2 separate regions of the Mus musculus genome follow, and region 2 is linked to region 1. A link is a contact called in public Hi-C data. All regions are on one chromosome and are shown on one strand. The core of a region is the stretch at or near the end of the contact, and the rest is flanking DNA. Distances in the headings are between cores, read along the strand shown. Region 1 overlaps Xylt1 (xylosyltransferase 1). Region 2 overlaps Xylt1 (xylosyltransferase 1).

Region 1 (6,249 bases), core at 1,255-3,754:
GCTCCTGAGTAGCTAGGATGGTAAGCTGTGCCACCAGACCTAACTCTTCTGGGTATTTAGATTTGATAGTGGTGTTCTACGCACCCCAGCCTGGTACCATCATCTTGGGTTTGACTTTTGCATGAGTGGGAGCTTGCTATGCCAATATCCTGTCTTCCCATGATGGAGCAGGGCAAAGTGAACTGGATATACAGAGGCCAGGATCTCTGGAGCTAAACCTTGTTCTGCTTCTCTGGGTTTGGTTGCTGCCTGTTTGTTCCTGTAATAGATGGATGATCTCTTGGTTTCTCGGGCTCTGAACAGTCTTGACCCTCATGATTTGCTATGCCCTCTTCACATATGTCTGTCTTCCTGTACCCAACAGAGAGTGTTCCTAGGGTTCATGTCACCATGTGTTGTGGTTGATCCAAGGTCTTTGTATGAAAAAGGACTCCCTTTCCAGGTCTCCATCTGTCTGGGCATAAACTCAGAGACCCCAGCCTTTTATTAGGTTCCTGTGACCATCACAGTTGGCCTTGGACCTCTTAACACCATCAATGCATCCCAGTGCTGCGATAGTAACATGTAGTGCTCAGAAAAATGCTTTTATTTCCTTCAAAGATTTAATGAGGCAAGACCTATTCAGCCCTGCTTTTAGGGGCTCATGGTGTAGCTTCATGGTGGAACACTTACTTGCCCAGCATGTGTAATGCTTTGGGTTCCCTCCCCAATGCCATCAAAAGTGTGTGTGTGTGTGTGTGTGTGTCTAAGATCCAACATCCTTTATATCCTTTAGAGTCAACTCATGCTACATGGTCTCCTATCAGCTTCTTAAATATTCTGATTGCATTTTGAGACCCAGTTCTTAGAACCTGGTGTGTAGAACATTGATATTGATGCTGGGAGGTGATACTGATAACGATGAGCTATGTATATGACTCAGTTGGTAGAGTGCTTGCCTAGCATGAATGGAGCTCTGGGAAAGGCATACACTGGCATGGCAGCACATGCTTGGAATCCTAGTATCTGGACTGGCGGCAGGAGGATGAAAAGGTCAAACTCATTCTTGGCTACATTGTGAGTTTGAGGCCCGCCTGGGCTACATGAGATGTTTCATAGACAGACAGATGGATAGAACTATGCAGGGAGAGAGAAAGATGAGATGATAGTGTTAAGCTGGCCTCAAGCCATGTTAATGGTCTGACATCCTGTCATGTGAGTCTTGTCACAGCTGTTGTACAGTGAGTGTGTAGATGCAGAAAGTGATGCACAGAGAGGGGAACTAATCCAGCAGAGTCACACAGCTGGTTAGCAAAGGGTCTGCATCACCCCTCAGCCTGTTCAGGGACCCATGTTCTTCACACGCTCATCACGGATCCTGGCTTCTCTCCGTGGGCTTTGGGACTGGCTGGATATAAGGGAACCCGGAGACTGAATTCTTCCCTGTGCCCTTCGGGCTGTGATGGAGCATCTAACCTGCATAAGCCTCCTCAGCAGATTGTTTTCTTAGTCTCCACCATCAAAGAATAATCCCTGGGTTTCTGAAAACTGGACAAGGGAGGGGCTGAGGCTGTAGTCAGAGTTGTCACCCCATCTGAGACCCACACTTCACTGGGCATGCCAGTAGCCTGTGTGGTGGGATGGAAAGTCAGAGAGGCCTGGACTCAGTCTGGGGAGGACGAATTGTGCCTGAGTTCAGAAGAACTTCTGTGTGTGTGTGTGTGTGTGTGTGTGTGTGTGTAGTGAAAAAAAAGCATGCGTGTAATTTTTATACCATGCCACAATGTCTCTGTTCATCTCAGTTGGAGCACACAGTGCAATGGAGTGGGTAGTGGTAAACACAAGGTCTTTGAAATTGGGCTGCCTAAGTTCAAGTCCTGGGTCTGCCACTTATCACCTGTGTGACTGTAGAGACGTTATGCACGGGACCTCAGCTGCTTCATCCGGAAACTGGGTGCATGAGACCTATCTACTGCAGGGGGTTCTGTGGAGAGACAGAGTGAGTGGACGTTGTATTTTATTGAGCAACGTGCCCAGACATGTGTCACATATTATAAAGTGCTTATTATTATAGGTAGTGATGGTCCAGGGATAAGGGGGTGGGGAGGGGAGAACATATTTAGGGAATAGATTTTTTAAGTTCTAGAATAAGTTTTATGAGAGGCAGGCATTTCTTTTGCTCCAGAACTGTATTAAATCAAAGTTTCATCTTACTGGGGACGGGGCCTCTGGCTTCAGGAGAGAGGCCTCAGTGTCTCTGCAAGGCTGTGCACTGTGCTGAGAAGTTTTAAACCTGTCATGTTAATTCGTTGTCTCAGCCCCTGGCACCAAGTGCTTTCAAACGGTCTCACGTCAGAGTCTGTCCCTATTTTCCAAGGGTTGAGGACTAGCCTTTTTCTCCCTGGGATGAGGAAATGTTTCTGAAGACAGCCTTGCATTCTCCCACAGAAAAAAACTGATGGTCTTTGCCAAGTCTCAAGCATCAACGACTTCGAATTCAGCAGACGGACAGTGAGTCTGGGCAGCCCTCCCGACACCCACCTCTTCTGTTGAACTTGGTGTTTTCATGGCCCGTGTGGTTCTGTACTGAGGGACCCAACCCCAGCCTGGCATAAGGGTGGGAGTTCTGAGCCTTATTTCTCATTTGGGTTTCATGGAGTTAGACACTCTGCCCCAGAACTGAGTGAGTCAAGCGGGCTAGGACAGACCACGCCTAGGACATCTTCCCTGAGGACTTCTTAGTTGTCCCTGAACCCTGTGTTGAGCTGGGCAGGGGGAGGTGGGCTTCAGAAGTTGTAAAGAAGGCAGAACCCACACTAGGCCTCCTGGCAGATTGAACAGGGCTGTTGGGCAGAGTCCAGAAACCCTCTTGCTGACAGTGACAGTCTATGAGTTTGCAGAGAAGCAGGGCCGTGAATAATTAATTGATCCTGCTAACTGAGTTGTGAAAAGCATTTTTGGAGAGTCCTATCTGCATATTCTCTGGGGAAGGAGACAGGAGTTGGTAGGAACGAGGCTGCCTTCTCCAGCCCAGGGATATGGAATCTTCTCATGTCTGGTCTGGGGAACCAGGCTGTGGCCCCTGAGCTTGACAACTGTGTGGGTGACTTAGCTCTGGGAACAGTGTGGGCAGCTGGGCTCTGACTGGGTTGGGCTGTTGCCACAGAGGGTTGGTGAGTCTCCATCTTGGGTCTCAGATAGTGTAGTTTTGAGGGACCCTGAGTCTTTAGAGGAGAGACTTGAAGAGACTTCTGGGCCTTCTGTTTCTCTGCCTGAGCAGTGGTAGAAGCTGGAGGGGTTGTGGGTGTTTCTGGAAGCAGGTCTGACCTTCTGATTCACTGTGGTTGCTGAATGTGTCCGTCTGGGCTTCCTATGCCTCCTTTGTGTCTGAGCAGGCAATACTTGCTGCTCCGTAGGAATCAAGAGCCACAGTCGAACCCATGGTACAACGCCCAGCCCCTTGTGCTTGTGTGGGTTGGATCAATCTCTTGCCGCTGCCCCCCTTCCCGCCTCAGAGCTCAGCATGGGTAATGGGATCTCAGTGGCCCATCTTTGGAAAAATTGTTATGAAGCTTAACTAGGTGGCTATTGTTTAATCACCTTTGTGTCCCTGTGACTCTCCCTGACAAGCAAACTAAGGAGGAGAGATTCATTTTGTATCTTGGTTCCAGAGGGCTCTGTCAGTTACAGCGGGTGGGTCAGATCAGAGAGGCAGGAGCATGTGATGAAGGCTGTTCCCATCATGGAGGACAAGTATGCAGGGGTTGGGGGTAATGGTAGGAAGTAGCCAGGGATAATATGCCTGTATCCATGCCCAGAGCCTGCCCAGGAACCTACTTCCTCCAGTTGGCTCTACCTCTTGAAGGCTTTATAATCCAAAATAGTGGCACCAGTAGAGGACCAAGTGTCAAAATGTGAGTCAGGCAATGCGGATGTTGTAGACTCAAACTGTGATGTTTTTTTCCAAGTACAAACATAGACATATTTTCTTATCTAGAATACTGCTGGTGTCAGTATCTCATGAAGTTCTTGTCACAGCTCCATGAAGAAGATGGGCTGAGTAGGCAAGACACAGCAGAGGTGCCATAGTTGCTTGTCTAAACACAGAATCACTCCCTGTAACAGAAAGACCTGGGTCTTTCCATACAACGGTACTTAATGCTGCTGGAATTATTGGGACCTTGTGGCCCTACTGCCAAATGAGGTGTCGATAATGCTGCATCTCCCATTGGGCAATTGCCATTCATTCTTCTATTCAAAAAATGATTATCAAGTACATAGTGCCTATGGGGCATTGCTCAAAGAGGAGTATGAATATATATATATATATATATATATATATATATATATATATATATATATATATATATATCTTTGCAAGTAGACACACATTTGTATAAGCATTTTACAGCCCATGTGTGGAGGTCAGAGGACAACTTTGGGAGTCAGTTTTCACCTTCCATCATGTAGGCCCTGGGGACTGAACTAGGGTTATTTCTCTTAGTAACAAGTACCTTTACCCACTGAGCCCTCTTGTTGGCCTCAGTATGAAATCTTTTGGTGAACCAGAGGTCTCTTCCTTGTAGATGGGAGAGAACAAATCATAGACAAGAAACATTTTACTGGATCCACAAAAGCTCTACAGTAGGGCAGGTAGACACTCTGTTGGGGGAAGGGACAGAGACATTGTTTCCAGCTCAGCAAGCCAGAAGATCTCCAAAGCAACCCCTCAACTGCACCTTTACAGTGTGTAGGCTTAGTGGTGCATGACTCATTGTGCATAGCTGTGTTTCAATAAAACTTTATTGAATGTCCTGATGTGAGTGAGGGTTTTAGAAGGTAGTATGTGCTCCAGGAAAACAGAGAAAGGCCCTGAGAGGATACTGTTGCAGCAGATGATGCCCATAGGGAGTCAGGACATGCTGACAGGGAGATGTGCTGCAGTCATGGCGGGTATTGGAGGGGGAGCTTTTCTTCCATTCATCCTCTCCCCCAGGGTCTACTTCTATCTGTATGTAAAAGAACACAGTCTGCGTCAGCAGATAAAAAGAAATGCTGAGTCTCAGGGAGGGACGGGCCTTGGTGATTGACAGCGTGGCAATCAGGTCAGTCCAGGGGATGATCCACACTCTTAGGATACTGAAAGATGCCAGGGACCAAGGATGAGCTAAGGTGACAAAGGTGAGCTAAGGATGGCTTGGAGGGTTAGCCAGGATACCAGGAGGCAGCAACTTTCCCCTTGATGGGGAAGGTGTATCCAGTGGGGCAACCTGGAGGAAGGGATGGAATGTGGATGTACCTGGGGCATGTGGAAGGCAGAGTAGGCTGTGAGGTGAGCCCTCAACAGGCTAAATCGGGTGCAGCTTTAAGGGTGAGGCTAGGACAGGGTACCTAGCTGATGTGGTGTCGTTGGGGTGCTTGAAGCGAGGAAGTGGTCTGCTTGGCTTTTGAAGAACCCATCTGTCCAGGCTTATGGATACAAGACAGAACACAACATGTGGGTTGGGGGATTAGCTCAGTGGCAGAGCACTTCCCTAGTAAGTGCAAGGTCTTGGGTTTAGTCCTCAGCTCTGGGTAGGGGTTGGGGTGGGGAGGGAAGAGGAATTTGTGCTGCCCAAGGCAGCTGTGAGGATGCTCAGGGAACCTTTGCAGAGGTATCAGCCTGTTAGCTGGGGACATGCAAGGTGTGAACATCCGGGACTGATGCATCAAAGGTACATGATGTCTTTCAGACTCTTACTTTGCAACAGAAGCTAAAATAACTTTGTCTAAGGCAGCTGTGGCAGAACACACCTGGGGTTCCAGTACTGGGGAGCAGCAAGCAGGGGAACCATAGGTCCAAGGCCAGCTTGATCTTACTAGCATTCCTCTGGCTAGTAAGTGCTTTGGTAGTTATCAAAAGGTCAAAGTGGGTGGAGAGATTAGTCAGGAGGCTTTGGGACCAGTCAAGAGAGGGTCCATAGTGGCCAACGTGAATTTGACTGTGACCTGTTGTGTGTGTGTGTGTGTGTGTGTGTGTGTGTGTTTGTAGGGGGGTGTTTGTATGTGGGCCTGAAGGCTCTCGTTTTATAGATGCTGCCCACCTTGGTTTTTGGTTTTTGGGGTTTTGTTGTTGTTGTTGTTGCCTTTTGAGACAGGGCTTCTCATTAGCCTTGAACCCGCTGATTTGGCTATGCCGACTCACCAGTAAGCCTTGGGAGATGGCCTCTGCTTTCCCAGCACTGAGATTATAGGTGCTTGTTTGTTTGTTTGCTTGTTTGCTTTTATAGC
Region 2 (6,249 bases), core at 1,909-4,408, 150 kb after region 1:
AAAGGGGGAAGCAGGATAGTGCTGGGATGAATTTTCGTTCCCAATGTTATCAAGTTGAAAAGCCGTACGTCATCCATCATTACGCTAAGAATCATCCGTAGTCAGTGCTGTTCTATCTCCGGGAATCCTTTTCTGAGGAAGCTGAGGCTCAGACAGGTTTAGGATTTGGGTGGAGGCATCCACCTAACAGACAGCAAAGCCGGTATTGGAATTCAGGATGAAGAGTCTGAGTCTGCTTCCACAAGTTTGATAGTCTTCAGGGGGGAAACAGATTCTCACTTCAGCTTGAGTTATACAAACCCCAAAGAAATTTAGCTGCCTGAGAGGTGTGCCCCCTTCTCCTCAGTACAGTCTGAAGGAGAAGGGAGGGTGTCAGCTGAGGAAACAGGGAGCCTGTGGCAATAATGGGGGGGCATGTGTGCCAGACTGGAGTGCCTGCATTTGCATCTCAGACTTCCTCTGCAAGCTCTGAGATTTTCGGCAAGTTGCCTGCCCTCTCTGTGCCTTGGTGTTGTATTTATTCATCGCAGAGGGTTTAAAGACTGCACAGTTAAGTGAATGTACCTGGTCACTGCTGCACATTACGCAGATATGAGCCTTAACGCTTACTCCACAGTCATCCACCACCGAATAGCAGCCTTCAGCGTTTCCCGTGCTTCTCCTGGGTCGTGCTGAAATGTCTGCAAGCTAGCGTGAGCTCACTGGGGCTGCCTGCGGGGTTGGCTGTCTCTGCCTTGGCGAAGGTGGCATGCCCTCCAGGGACCTCCAAACTGGTTAATGGAGTTGGCATTTAAGACACATGGCACACCAGACCCACGATGCTTTAATTTCCTGCACCGTGGCCTCCCCTTTGCAGTAAATTTACTGTGAATAGACTAATTGCAAAATAACTCTAATTGGGTAGTTATCAATGAACAACTTCCCGTGAAACAGAATGGCTTACAATTAATAGCATTTAAGCCATAAACTATTCTTCTGCGAAAAGCAGGGATGTAATTACACCCCACAGGGAGATTGCCTTCCCTTCTGGAAACCATGACACCCGGAATTCCGTCTGCTCTGGAGGGATGGGCTTTGGCCTAGTGGTCCTTTTTTATCTCTTGCAAAATGAGGAAAAGAGGCACAATAGGGGGAACACTTGACATCAGACAATATAGGAACCTCGCTGGTCCTCCCCACACAGAGGCATGCACTGGGCCTCACCCAGACCGTAGCCACTGAAGGCCAGTTCGTCAGAGCCTAGGGACAGATCCAGAGGAAGGGAAGTTCATTTTCCATGTTGACTTTTGTGAGGAGCTTTGTTTCTGTGTCTCCTCTGCTTTGCCTGTCTCTCAGCCTTGTCCCCACTCAGCCCAGGGGACACTCTGGAAAAGACTGGCTCCCTACAGGGCCATTCTTCCTTTTCTGACCTTTGATTTCTGCCTCCTGTAGAGAATAATCTTGAAATAAGTGAATAGAAGTCTTCCTCCATTCCATTTGAAGACGGCTGTTACCTGCTTGCACGTATACAAGGGCAGAAGACTCCTATAGACTGTCTACCAAGGAACATGCAGAGAGAGAGAGATTCTTAAGGGTTTTGTGGAAAGACCTGTCCTTGAGTATGACCTCAGAAGAAGTTGTCTCCAGATCCCCAGCAAACCCTTCCTCCCAAAGATAGGACACTCACTGCAGCCACAAAGCTGATGCGCACACACACACACACACACACATGCGTGCACGCGCGCAGACACACACACTCATGCAAGTACACATGTGCATGCACACATACATGTTTATACACAAAAATGCATATACACATGCATGCAAACACACATACACATACATGCTCATACAGACATACCCACACACATGAAATTGTATGTGAATTCTCATATGCATGTATGCACACATACACACCCATACATATGCGCGCGCGCGCACACACACACACATGTGCTCATACACAACACTCACAGAGTTGCATGGAATTCCTGTCCACCCTTTGGTCTCTCCACCTTAGGAGTCCCAAGTCACCCTGACTGATCCTTCCTGTGTTTTACGGACTATAACTCCACAAGTGTAACAGGCAAGGGCATCTTGAACTGGAAACAAAGAAGAAAGGTCGTTTTTAAATCGAGATCATGAAAGTCTAGGGCTGAAGCCACACCCCTGCCTTTACCTCATTCCCAAATCCTCTGGAGACTCAGTCTCAGCCCCTTGTGGTAGAGGGGGCCTGCCAAAGCACAAGAGCTCATGGCACAGAGGCCAGGAAGCAGAGGCAAAGTCTGAGCTAAGGGGGAAACCTTCTTCTTTTCTTTAGTCCATCTTGGTCTGAAGCCTATAGGATGGCAACTCCCACAGTGGGGGGCTTGCTTTCCCCTCTAAGCTAATCCCACCTGGAAATGCCACCAAAGACACGCCCAGAAACTACTTCCCTTGTCTCCTAGGTGCCTCTCAGTCCAATCAAGTTGGCTATAGGATACATCAGCATATGTGTGTCTCAGGGAGCTATAGCCAACAGCCCCCCAAATCTCCGTGCCCCCCCCCGCCCCAGGACAGTTCTACTGAGATTTTTCTAAGGCACTTGGCTGTTAAAACTGAGAAGAAAGGCAGCTGGCTTTCTAGAAAGCTAACATCAAAAGTGACCCTTCTGCCTCCCTCCCGCCTCTGCCACCTCCTCCTTGCCCCAGAGATGTCCAGCTGCTGCCCCTTCTGGAGCGGTAACTCTCCTTTAAAACTTGTCTCTCGAATGTGTTGGTCCCTAAGTGATGTGTCTGAAAACCAAGCTGAAGAGCTTTCGCAGGAAGAGGAAAGCATCCCTGACAGGACACGCAGGAGGCCTTTCCTGGTTGTGGTCAGACACATCTTCTAGAAACTTCCCTTATGAATAAGCACTCCTCAAGCCAAGTGTATTTTTAAACAAGAGGATCATGGCTAGCCGGGGGTTTTGCTTGTGCGCTCGCAATGACCTCTGTAGACCAGCGGATTGGGAGCAGGCGTCTCACTCTGCGCTTATGAGCTGCAGCTTGGAGCAGCTCTGCCTAGAGAGAGCCTGACTAATCGGCTTCCCTTTTGTTCACGGCCGGAAGGGGATTTTGGAACCGGATAAAGCTCCTGCATGGCTGGGAGGCAGAGCAGGCAGGGTGCTTTGCTGGCCTGGAGCACATGGGTGCCTGTCTCCTCTTGCCTGGCTACTTCGCCCCATAGCACAACAACTCTCACTCCCCCGGGGTAACCATGGAGACACTAGCATCTGGGACCCTTTTGCCAGGAATGTCACAGGCAGTCTGAGAATACTGGTAATTTGGGTTTACAGTTGGCAAGCTTCTTTTTTCATAAATGTGAACAAAATTGTTGATTCTTCTAGCACCTGGCACTAGGCTCGGTGTTCATCAAGTATCTATTGCTATTGAGCGGTTTGAGATAAGGGAATGAAAGAAACCCTAGCTCACATCCTCTGGCTTTTTCACAACCCAGGGAAGAGGGTAGGGTACCCGAAGAATGCCCTGGAAACTCATCTTGAACAAGAACATTGATCTCTTCCCCCAGCACACTTCAATGTTACCTGTTTCACTAAGTCAAAGTATGCACTGAACAGCCATGTTGACTGTGTCTCTTAACTATGACAAAACTGCCAGAACAACACCTCTTAAAGGAGGCAAGGTGTCTGGGCTCTGTTTCAGAGGTTGTGGTCCCTGGTCACTTGGCTTCCTTGTTTTGTGGCTGTGGCAAGACAGGACAGAGCACCAGGACAGGTATGATGGGCATTGTGCTGTAGAGCAGAGCTGCTCACTCATGGCAAGAAGAATGCAAAGTCGGGAAGGTCTGGGGACCAGATATACCCTTCAGAGCCATGGCTCTAGTGACCCATCCCTTTAAAATAAGCTGCCTTCTAGTTCCCATCACTTCCTAACAACGCCACCAAAAGATGCATCCATCCATGGGTTGATGGATTAACAAGAGCAGAGCCCTTCTGAGCCAGTCACTTTCAGAAAGTTCCACCTCTGAGCATAGACAGAACTGTAGATCAAGCTTTTGGTACATGAGCCTTTTAAAAGAATATTCCATGTCCAGTCCCCAACAAGCACCCATCATACATTAAACAGGAGGCCACATGGGAGATGTGGTGGATGAGAGAAACATGACTGATCTCATGACACTCACAGTGCAGGGTGGGGATGGGAGACAGGCAGTGAAGGTGCAGGCTATTATGCACCTGGCATCAAGTAGGGTAGAGGGAAGAACTGTGAGTCTGACAGAAGTGTCTCCAGGGCAGATAGGTAGAGAAATGGTCGTTGGGTATAAATTCGTTCTTCCTTGGAAGCACCTGCTAAGAATGTTAACACTCTTGGGGAGGAACGGCTTACATTCTTGTGCAGGCTGAGTTCATTGTTAGACGAATCTAATGTGTATTTAGCAGTACCGCATCCCAGGTAACGGTGCTTGAATGAGATGCATGAACAAGGCAGTTGGAGATAGCTGCCTTCATAGAGTTTCTGTTCTAGGAGAAGCCGGCTATTGTCAAATACATAGAACCAGACTCTGATAACCAGGAAAACAGGCCTGCACCTGCAGGCCCAATAAGGATCAATTCCTTGATTGGTGGTTGCTGGGTTTTGGAAGCTTTCAGGAAGGGCTGGCAGATCTGGGTCTGCAGCAGAACCTTTGGGAAAGCCTTAGCTTTGCTTAGGATGGCAATTCAAATAAGACAGTCTAGGGGGCTGAGGAGTAGCTCAAAGGGTACGATACTTTACCTAGCATGCCCTAGCACTGAATAGACTAGGTAAGGTGGAGCAGGCCTATAATTCCAGCACTCCAGAAGTGGAGGTACGAAGACAGAAGTTCATGGCCATCCTTGGATACATGGTGAGTTTGAAACAAGTCTGAGCAACATAAATTCTTGTCCTTAAACAAATAGATAGACGTAAATTGAGCAGACCGAATCCAAAAATTCAAAATCTGAAATGTTCCAAGATACAACATTTGTTTTTTGGTTTTTTTGGTTTTTTGGTTTTTTGGTTTTTTGGTTTTTTGGTTTTTGTTTTTTGTTTTTGTTTTTGTTTTTTTTTAGACAAGGTATTACTTTGTAGCCCTGGCTGGCCTGAAGCCCTGTGATTCTTCTGTTTCGGTTTCCTAAGTGCTGAGCTTGCAGTGTGAGCCATGGTGCTCAGGTCTGCCTAATTCTGAGCATAACCAACCCCACTTCCCAAGAGGAACGTGCCAAATTTGACCCATTGTGAGACAGCATTCAAAAACAGGTACTCTCAAAATAGCATATAAAATTACCTTCACGCATATGTGTAAATTATACATACAGTGTAAATAATTATGCATAAATTTCATGTTTAGACTTGAATCCCATCTACAAACTGTCTCATTATGTTTAGGAAAAAAAATTCAAATATAAAAACCCCTGAAATCTGAGCCTTTCTGGTCACAAACTTCATGCACAAGGGGTCCAGAACCCTGTGATCACACTTAGCAGTGCTCCAGGGATGGCTGATTGCCAGGAATGATACTTAGCAAGTGAGTTATGTTAACCCAGTGGCTCCTCCTGCCAACTCTGTTATCCAGGAAATTAGGGCACATGGAGAGAGACAACTGGCCACAGTCACACAGTTAGCAAGTGGCAGAGTCAGGATTCAGTGGCGAGGGGTTCTATGGCCAGAGGCTTAGTCATGTGCTCTGCTACCTACAAAAGCCGGAAGCTTGTGCAGTGTTCTGCCTGTGGTGCCTTCCAGCTGCTGCAAGAGGCTCACCCCATCAGGCCATTCACTTGCTGATGGCCAGGGTGGGGGTGGGGGTGGGGGGCGATCCCACCGGAGACCCCCTGACTGGTCTTCAAAGTTAGCCGGTCGCTTTAGATAAGGAACAGACTTATGGCTGCCCCATTTCTCTGTCACTTTCTGGTCGCTCAGCGTATTTGCATTTGTGTGACATGACAAAGCAATAATTTTTCATTGTATCCTTCAGTCACCCATGAGAGATTGGATTTAGGTCACAATTTATTACCCTGTGGAATTTAATCCAATTTTTAACACCATGTCAGCCACTCCAGTATTAGAGCTTTTTTAATGGCTGTGAAATTTATACAATGATAAAGTAATTTAAAACATATGTAGGAAGAGCATTGGGACAAATTGATGTGTATAGAACCCTACAGTAAAGATTGAATAGGAGATAAACATGGAAAATGGTGATTGATTACAGGACGGTGGGAACTGTGTCCCACTGATCAGCTCTTAATGGCAAAATTAGTAAACTAATTTG

What was found. Hi-C and Micro-C count contacts between places; a contact is called where the count stands out from the background.
Region 2: a Hi-C map of stem cell-derived neural stem cells shows a contact between it and region 1, with 1.6 times the contacts expected there. The contact joins two enhancer-like sites. A contact is called at or near these places in 8 of 484 Hi-C or Micro-C datasets (astrocytes, bone marrow-derived macrophages, brain and 5 more) and 4 of 115 datasets of contacts at active chromatin or transcription factors (acute myeloid leukemia, bone marrow-derived dendritic cells, embryonic stem cells and 1 more).

The regions. Positions count from the first base shown.
Region 1 is chr7:117,398,982-117,405,230 of GRCm38.p6, forward strand. All of the region lies in intron 1 of Xylt1 (xylosyltransferase 1), which reads left to right. Among named protein-coding and RNA genes, the nearest start is that of Xylt1, 21 kb to the left of the region's middle. Within about 2 kb of position 2,505, at least 24 of the 459 cell types and tissues checked have an H3K27ac peak or open chromatin away from gene starts, as enhancers often do. A contact at or near this core is called in stem cell-derived neural stem cells, where this site is marked.
Region 2 is chr7:117,550,348-117,556,596 of GRCm38.p6, forward strand. The region is part of intron 3 of Xylt1 (xylosyltransferase 1); the gene reads left to right. Among named protein-coding and RNA genes, the nearest start is that of Xylt1, 170 kb to the left of the region's middle. Within about 2 kb of position 3,159, at least 29 of the 459 cell types and tissues checked have an H3K27ac peak or open chromatin away from gene starts, as enhancers often do. A contact at or near this core is called in stem cell-derived neural stem cells, where this site is marked.